2 separate regions of the Oryctolagus cuniculus genome follow, and region 2 is linked to region 1. Evidence: chromatin contacts called from public Micro-C data. All regions are on one chromosome and are shown on one strand. Each heading gives the region's core, a stretch centred on a gene start, on an enhancer-like site or on the middle of the called end of the contact. The rest is flanking DNA. Distances are from core to core; before and after follow the strand shown. Region 1 holds the start of ARL6 (ARF like GTPase 6). Region 2 holds the start of CLDND1 (claudin domain containing 1).

What was found. A called contact is a pair of places that touch in the nucleus more often than the background predicts.
Region 2: a Micro-C map of ear pinna shows a contact between it and region 1, with 11 times the contacts expected there. The contact joins the promoter of CLDND1 here to the promoter of ARL6 in region 1. A contact is called at or near these places in 2 of 6 Hi-C or Micro-C datasets (ear pinna and an unstated tissue).

The regions. Positions count from the first base shown.
Region 1 is chr4:52,307,987-52,312,633 of mOryCun1.1, forward strand. ARL6 (ARF like GTPase 6) reads left to right here and starts at 2,273. Exons shown (of 11, transcript XR_011387814.1): 1 at 2,273-2,591. It overlaps LOC103350570 (a long non-coding RNA gene), which reads right to left and starts at 2,305. Exons shown (of 5, transcript XR_011387816.1): 1 at 1,959-2,305.
Region 2 is chr4:52,941,650-52,945,836 of mOryCun1.1, forward strand. It overlaps CLDND1 (claudin domain containing 1), which reads right to left and starts at 1,672. Exons shown (of 6, transcript XM_070071971.1): 1 at 1,511-1,672; 2 at 332-375; 3 at 1-116. The coding sequence starts at 1,517. It also overlaps a transcript of CPOX not described here.

The sequences.
Region 1 (4,647 bases), core at 1,023-3,522:
ACTGTGTGGCAGGAGTCCAAATATTGCTCTTGCTTCCCAGAAAGGACCTGGATCTGAAGCCAAGCATCCAGGATATGGGATGCAGCTGCCCCAAGTTGGGACTTAATCAACGGAGCCTCAGCAAACTTTTCCTTTTGTTTTGCCTTTCAATAGATTCAGAATTTCAGGCCACATTTATATTTCACTATAAAACTAATATAACAACATTTGGTATATGGAAAAATGGCAAATAAACAACTCATAATAGTGCGTGCACACCTCCAACACCATTACTTGGACATCATTTTTCCTAGTCTCTTTTTATTCCCTCCTAGTCCATTTAATATGCCAAACTAAATGACAAGCCAAAGAACAGATAGGATAGTAAACATAACACTGGTTAGTTGAAAAGGGATAATAAAACCCAAAGCCCGTGGATATCAAGGGAAATGAAGAAATTAAACCTCCTCTTTGAGAAACGTTTTAAAGTCATAAAAGCATTTCACAGGGGTGGAGAGGAAGGCTGCCAGGGCTCCAAACTGAGAGGTTAACAAATTCCATAGATCTTTGAAATGATTTCATCTGTGGCCTGTGCAAGGTGTCTGGCACGTAACAAATCTTCCCAGACAGACAAATCAATTAATTCACAGGCTTTTATTGGGATTCCGCTCCAGGGTGAGGTTCCCCAGTCCCAAAAGATCGGGGGCCGGGGAAGTCCCGCGTCAGAGGCATGTATGGATGGAGAAGCATCTGGTTGACCGCCTGGTTGCTGAAGGCCTCGGTTCATTCCATTATCACCTGCTGTAAACACTTAGACACTGTAGTATACAAGTCAGGGTGAGAATAGCAACCAATGATCCTAAGAGTGGCATTAGGAAATGGGGGGGTGGGGTGGTCTCTGGACCCTTGTGGGGACAGTTTGATGGATGTGGCTTAAATCTGACCCCAGCCAAGACCGGGAGAAAGGCCACTCAACTTCTTCAGGTAGTGGGGTTTGTCTCTAGAGAAATTTTGAATAATCATACAACATTAAGTGGAGGAGAGGACCATCAATACGCACAGGTTGGGAGCAGACCCATTGATGTTAGAGCAGAGGCTATGATTACAAAGGAATGAGGCCCAAGTGGGCTAGACAGGGTCCAGAACAAAGGACGGAGTCATTATTAGAGGACCCAAGAAAGGTGCTGTCTGAGCCACAACTAAGATTTCTGATTGAGAAGCAAATAGAACCTGACAGAAGGTGGGCTTTAGGCCTTGCCAGTTATGAAGCCCAGACCTACCTATCTCTTCATACGGGGTACATCCTAAGGGAGGTGTGAACCTCCTTGGGGAAGGCCCCCTGTTGACTTCCATTACCTAGCTGGCCTGGGAGAAGAGCTGGCCAGGTAAAGGCAGGTGGCATCTCTAACAGGAAATTTACAGTTCTGCCCGCAATGTTGCTGACCCTATTTGGCCGTCTCCTCTCATATGGCAGCTTTGGGATCCGCAAGGAGGGAAGGCATACACTTCAGGGAATGGAGAGTCCTTGTCAAGGTCCCCGCGGGTGCCTAAAGGTCAACCAATGAGGATCAGACCCGCCTCAACCTTTAACCCCCACACCCTGTATCTATAAAAGGAGCTCTCCCAACCCCTGACACGCGACTTCCCCAGCCCCTGCTCTGTTGGGACCGGGGAACCTCGCCCGGGAGCGGAACCCCAATAAAAGCCTGTGAACTAATTGATTCGTCTGCCTGGGAAGATTTGTTACGCGCTGGACACCTTGCAGTCTGTCTACTGGAAAACGTGGTAATAAAAATGTGGGACAAAGTGTATGTCTAAATATTTTCTATTTGAGGATCATCTGAGCCTGTGAAAGCCAAACATTTTTTAACAAGGCGGCTAACTTCCGATTTTGACTATTAATGTATCTTCCGACCACCAGCCGATTTGACCCGAGGGACTGTAAACTAATCACAGGATATTATGCCAGGTGGAAATACCTTCGGGAGATCAGGCAGCTAGGAAGCAGGTGTACATACTTCCTTCGTCGAATTACACCTGGCTTTCGGCACCAGTGTCTTTCCTCTCCCGCCCAACTTTAAAAGCTTTCCTCAATCAGAACATGGAGGGGGCTCGGTGCCGTGGGTACAGGGCAACAACGGCGCACATCCTGTCCCAGTGGGTACCACCGTATCCAGCAGTCGCGGTCACCCCGCTGAGTCTGCGCCAGTCTACAACCCAGGGCCTCAGCCTTGGCGTCACACAGACGCCACGCCCTGGGCGAAGCAGCTGGGGGAATCCACGCCCATAGAAGCGCAGCGAACGCAGACACGCGCTTCCCGGCAGGCTGTGCGCGCGCCTACAACTCCCGTCATGCTCCACCGAAGACGGCAAGGTCCCTCGCAGGAAACCGGCCCCCAGCCCGGCGCCCCTAACCTTTGCTCACCTCCCACCCCTCGTTAATAGTTGCTCAGCGAGCCTCTGGCCTTTTTCCCAGGAGCTTTACCACCCCAGGTGCCAGAGCACTGCTAATACTCCCAAAGAGGCGTGGCTTCGGGACCGGAAGAAGCTTTTGTTGCCAGGGAAACGCGGCGCGCCAAGGCGGCAGACCAGGCGTGGATGTTCGGCCTGAGGTAGGGGATGTCATTTCTTCCAACTTGTAGAGACGGTTTTAGTCAGGAACGGCGATCTTTCATACCGAGGCAGAGCAGAGAAGGTTGAGGGAGCCCCCGTACCAGATTCCCTTCCCGGGGCCTGGTACGAGTGAGTGCGTCCCTTCTGTTCCTCACCAGCTCCTGGGGCAGCCAAGCTAACATCAAAACCCCGGGATTTTTACAGTCCCCAGCCACTCCCCCGCTCCCTCCGGTCAGCGTTAGAATTCCTCTTGGCTCTTCCTCAAGGTTTTGTTTTGATTTTCCTTCCACGCGAGGAGTTGTTTCTAACGTGAGAGGTGGAAAAGGAGTAGCAGGATCAGGCGGTCAGTGCTAGGGACTAGAAAATGCATTGAAGTGGTTTGGGCGAAATTTTATTTCATTGATGGTTTTAAGACTGCTCAACTTGGGCCTTTTTTTTTTTTTTTTTTTTTGGATGTGGAAACTCTAATGGAAATTTCATCATCAGAAAACTAAGAGCCAAATAGGAGCACTGATCTGGAGTAGTGTGTATAACAATTCATTTAACACACTTATTTAAAGTTTAGAAAATACAAGTCATTGTTTCCTTCTCTGCCCCACCAGGAGCTCTCCCTGTAGCTTATCTTCCAAGTCATTAATTTTAATAAACTAGTAAAGAGTTAAAAAAATTTTGAGTAACATCCTGATTCTTCTGGATTTTTCTGACAACATGAATCCTCGTTTCAGTATCACAGAGAACATCCATGAACATTTAAATCGATGTACAAAGAGTGGAAACAGAAAGTGGAAAGATAGATTAGAACCAAATTGTGAACATTGTTAAAGGTATTCACTGAAGTTTGGACTTTATTCTGAAACCCAATGGTTCTCAGCAGTGACTACCTATCAGAAACACTGTGTAGTTTTTATTTTATTTGTTTATTTGAGAGACAGAGAGAGCTGCCATCTGCTGGTTCACTCCCCAAATGCCCAGAGTGGCTGAGTCTGGGCTAAGCAGAAGCCAGGAGCTGGGAACTCAATCTGGGTCTCCTTGGTGGCTTTGCAGGAAGCTGGAGTCAGGAGTCAGAGCTAGGAAATGAACTCAAGTAGTCCATTGTGGTAAGCCAGTGTTCTAACTGTTAGGATAAACGCCAACTCCACTATGTAGCTTTTAAAAGTATAGTTGCCCAGTTTCCATCTTCAGAAATTCAGATTAAACAGTTGATTCCAGAGTGCAGCTAGGGTTGAGAATCCTGGCTACTGGAGTGGATACTTACAGAAAATTTCAATTGTGCCTCTTACTATGAATTTTGAACATGGTAAAGAAATGTTGACCAGCTTTCTTGTCTTTTATTGCCTTTATTTATGAATGCAGAAAATAAAATTACAGAGGAAAGCTATAATTACTAAAAAAAGAAGTGCACAAACAGCTTCAATAAAGGTGATTACATTTTTAGAAAAACTGACTTCTCTTATAAATTTTTTGCCCTAACATAATTCAGTAAATATTTGATAATACGTGAAAAACCAGTGAAAAGTTTCAACACCAGCTACTTTGAAAGGTGAATGTATAAGCATCAGTCTTTTCACAACCATTGTATTAGAGTAGAAGTTGTAAAGGAGGAAAATGTGAGAAGTGGTCATATTTTTAAAAATTTGTTCAAAATTGTATGGAAAATGGAAAAAACAAGCGTGTATATTTTATATGTTTAGTGTGATAAGTAAATAGTAAATTTGCTTTGAATTAAGATGATAAATTGTATGTAAATTGCTTCATAGCAGAAGATTAATTTAAAATAATCTACAAATGCCAATCAATCCTTAAGCTGAGAGTTAAAACAATGGATCTAGTCTGTCTTACAGTTTAAATTTTAGTGTCATATTAAATACAAAATTATTGCCCTTATATTGTTCCATATTTCCCGGAATGCTGCATCCTAATTGATACTTGCAGCCTGATACTTGATACTTTGAATTATCACAGTTGGTTGAGTTTGCATGTTATGGAGCCTGTGTTTTCCTCTTAAATATTATAAATGACAATGAGAAATGTTGTCATTTCAAGGTTGTTAATCTA
Region 2 (4,187 bases), core at 422-2,921, 630 kb after region 1:
TACCAAAAGTCTGTGCCAATTGAGGCTGCCATGTAGATGGTGGAAATGAGGCTAAGCACACAAGCAATTACAAATGCTGTAGCAAAACGGTTATCCATTCTGGCATTCAGACTGCTCTGTTTAAAAGTTGAAGAAAGAAGATGTCAGACTTTACAAATAAGAAAGATTGTTTTGAAAGGAATTATCTCAGAATCACCCTTGAAACTACTCCCCATGCCTTGGTTTAGAGTAATAATATATTTTTAAATTAAAAAAAAAAAAAAGCAAGCACATTTTTAAGTGTAAGAACAAAACTCATTCCCATGAAAGTACTTATTGAATGCTCACATACCCAGGATGCTACGGAGACAGAGGTCTTGTTCTCTAGTCTATCACCTGCATACTAAAACAGACAACACTGAAATGGACATACACATTACAGATACAAACAGACATGCCCATGGTCAGCAGTGTACCGTGCACACATTTTTAAGTATAGACCGAATTTTTACACAAGCTGGAGAGCATTAAGGCGTTCTGGGTTTGAGCGTGAGAAAGGCACAGGAAAAGGAAGCAGTGAAAATCGGATTCTCCCAGTTTTCCTCTGAAGAGGGAAGCCTCCCAAAACAAGGGCAGGAGTCAGGAGCTATTTGAAAGAGTTGACAATGTTTGTTAAGTCGAGGGAAAGGTTGTCCTAGGTGTACGGAATAACAAGAAAACAATAACATGTAATAATGCTAGATATCCATCTCCCCATCTATCAAAGATAAGACAAGCTGCTTTATGCTGTGGAAATGTTTCACTCCTGTCTATTCTCTCCATTCCTAACACATCTGCGCCTCCTCACCTGCTACCTTGCTCTCTCTCTTAATCCTAAGGTGGAACATACCTTCCTAAAAACTAAGTGATCCCTCCTCAGACAGAAAGAAAACTCCGAATCAAGGCAAAATACATACACTCCCAAGACGTGGACAGGGCTCCACGGCAGTAGTAAATGGCCGCAGTAAAATGACTCAAGGCGGATCACGCTGAGTCAAATACTGCAAGTGTACACCGTGACCGCACCAAACACCTTAGGAAGGTGCAGGAAAACAGGCTCGCAAACTGGGGTTGCTGAGTTGGGAAGATGGGAAGTGACTCAGGAGAGATCAAAGTAATGACGATAATTAACGATAATTCAAGAAGTTGGGTTCATATTTTGATTTTTTTTTTTAAATCCCCTTTCATGCTGGGGCTCTCAAATGACCTCAGAAGGTCCCTACACAGGAGCGGCGGCTCCAGCGAGGCCAACGCCAGCTACGGCCTCCCGAGGCTGGGGCGGGGCAGCCCTGCGCCGCCCCCCGGCCAGGGGCCTCAGGTCCCCAACCAGGCCCCTGCCCAGACCGCTTGGCCCCCAGGAAATCCCCCTGCCGCTCAGAAGGCGCCCAGCTCCGGCGGCCGCCGCACACAGGAAAAGGGGCCCTCTGCAAACCACCGGGAAGCCGAACGGCTACGCGACCCCCGCCCGGCGACGCCAGCCCTACTCACTCACCGCCCATGCTCTTGCTCCAACAGCTTCACCCTCTAGCTCAGACCACAGCACCCTACTCTCCCCGCGCCTCCTCTGACGCACTTCCCTGCAGAACCCGCCCCCTCCATAACTCCCGCGCCTCCGCCTCCGCCTCCGCCTCCATCCCGGGCCTGGCCGCAGCCCGGGACCGAGGGGGCTTGTGGGAGTTGTAGGAGGGACAGAGGGAAAACTGCCAGAGAAGCCCGTTGGCATTCCTGGGGCCGCGCGCGATGTATTGTGGGGGATGTAGTCCAGCTCTGGAAGTCCAAGCGAACGCGGTCTTCTATCTTAAGGTCCAAAAAGTGAGACGGCCTGTATTCTGTCCTCGTTCTTTGTAATTGTGACCGAAATAGCTCATCCCTTTCTTTCAGTCCTGTGCTCTATCACGCCACCCTACTTCCAAATATAAAGGTAAATGAACAGCAATGCGATTCTAGTTTTCAAATGTTAATCCATTTTTTCCTCTCCCACAATCTCCCATTGGAGCGTTGAGTCTTTCTGACTTTATTACTTAAGTTTAGAATAAAAAGCATGTGATCCACCGAATGGTAAACATGTAGAATGTAATGACTTTATTCGGCTTCATAAATAATATCCCTTGGCTTCATAAAATTTATGTTTGTTGCTATCTTTTCTTTGTGACAAGGGATACTATTTGTCTATTGCAATGATGCAAGGTTTCCTTTTAGAATAAATTTCAGTTAATTAAAAAGAAGACTTAGGATATGAATATCTCAAAAAATGCGGATAAAAATTTGTTGCTAGTGTGCACCCTTGAGTGGCAGCAGGTGGTTGCTGACTCAAGTGGTTAGGTCCCTGCCACCCACCTGGGGGACCTGGATTGTGCTCCTAGCTCCCAGCTTTTGAGAAAGGACCAACAGATGGGAATCCCACCGCCTTTTCCTCCCTCTTCCTTCCTCTCTTTCATCCTCTCTGTGTCTCAAATAACTGAGTAAATTAAATTTGTTTTTTTAAAATTTGTGAATACAATATGAAAAAGTTTAGGAGATACTACCTAAAAGAGATAAGGTCTTGGACCACACTGGAGACCACAGTTGTGTGGCACAGAAGCAACAGAATGATTCTAAGCCCTCACATGTTGCACAGAAATTCTTTTCCAGGAAGTAGGAACACCTGGACAGCAACATATGGGGACCCTTGAACATTGCATGGGACCGGTGAAGGATGAATTTCCAACAGACACCTACAGAGACAGTTGACTCGAGGACCAGAGGAGCCCTGGAACTCCCCCAAATCCCCAGTGCCTATCAAATTTAGCCACTGCATACAGGAAAGGTGGAAGCCCCAGAGTTGGTATCAAATTCCTTCCATTCTGACAGAGTCACCTCAGTTGGTGAGTTGATATTCAGATCTAGTACACAAATAAAGTAAGGTAATATTATAACATTCAAATTTAATTCTCGATTTTAATGCAAAACAGAATTTTGTCTGAGCCATCAGAGAAAGTAGTGGAGGTACACAAGAAAATTACTAACGTGCTAGTAAGGTTCAGGAATGCACTCACAGATTAGGAAATATCTTCAACCCTTGGCCTGCATTAGAAATCCCCCACTTTCAGGTCCCATAGGGGTCATATGGTCAATAAAACCAGATAAAAAGGGAAGTTTGAAAAAAAGTAAAGAAACAACCTGGTTCACAGAGGAACTGAGACACAGGGAGAGTAACTGACTTGGGAAACTTCAATATTGGGATGAGTGTCCTAACTTTTGTGACCGCACACTTTACTTAACCTTTACATCTTAATTGTCTTTTTCCCAAGCCATGGATGTTGAACAGTAGAATCTATCCCATGAGATCATTTGTGAGCTGCAGATTAGAAAATACATGTAATTGCCCAGCACAGGACCTAGGGTTTAGGAAAGAATCATTGGATTATCAGTCTTTGCAAATATTTGTTGACTGAAGTCAGTGTAATTAGCTTTTGCAAGGCTCCTGTTTCCCCTGGGGGCTGGAAATAAGTCATTTACAGAGCTGGTTAGCTGTCCTCCCTTAGCTCTACTCAGGAGATTCCCAGGCCTGGACTCCATCGTACACAAGTGATCATGACTCAGAAGGTGATGTGTCTGGGAGATCTGAAAAGCAGGAGGATGCTTTCAACCTTTCAAGTGTGCTAAATGCCCAGGAAACACTCAGGACATGTTTCACTCACTGAGCGTGGACCTGAAAGTGCCTGCATGTTTGAGATTTTAACCATCCTGACTCCCTCCGCATAGAAAGCCTGAACTGCTTCATCACACCCAATTCCACCAACCACACAAACCACGTTTCTGGCTTATCTCTGTGTCTTTGGTGTTTTCTAATTTCTGTTTATGCTCGCTTGTCATTGGGTGTGTAAAGTAAATACTAATTTCATGGAGCTAAATTTATGTTTTTGTTTCGAACTCTGCTATTTGAGAAACAGTAGTTGGCCTCACATATTTTTACAAATCTTCAAGATAATTTAATGCAACTAGGAAGAGATTTTGGAATTTAGGTTTGAAAGCAAAGTTGAATGAGGCTTCTGACAGTATTTTTAAAAAAGATGATTCATTTATTTGAAAGGCAGAGAGACAGAGACAGAGACAGAGAGAGAGACAGATCTTCCATCTGCTGGTTCACTCCCCAAATGGCCAATCTTCGCCTGCTTTCTCAGGTGCAT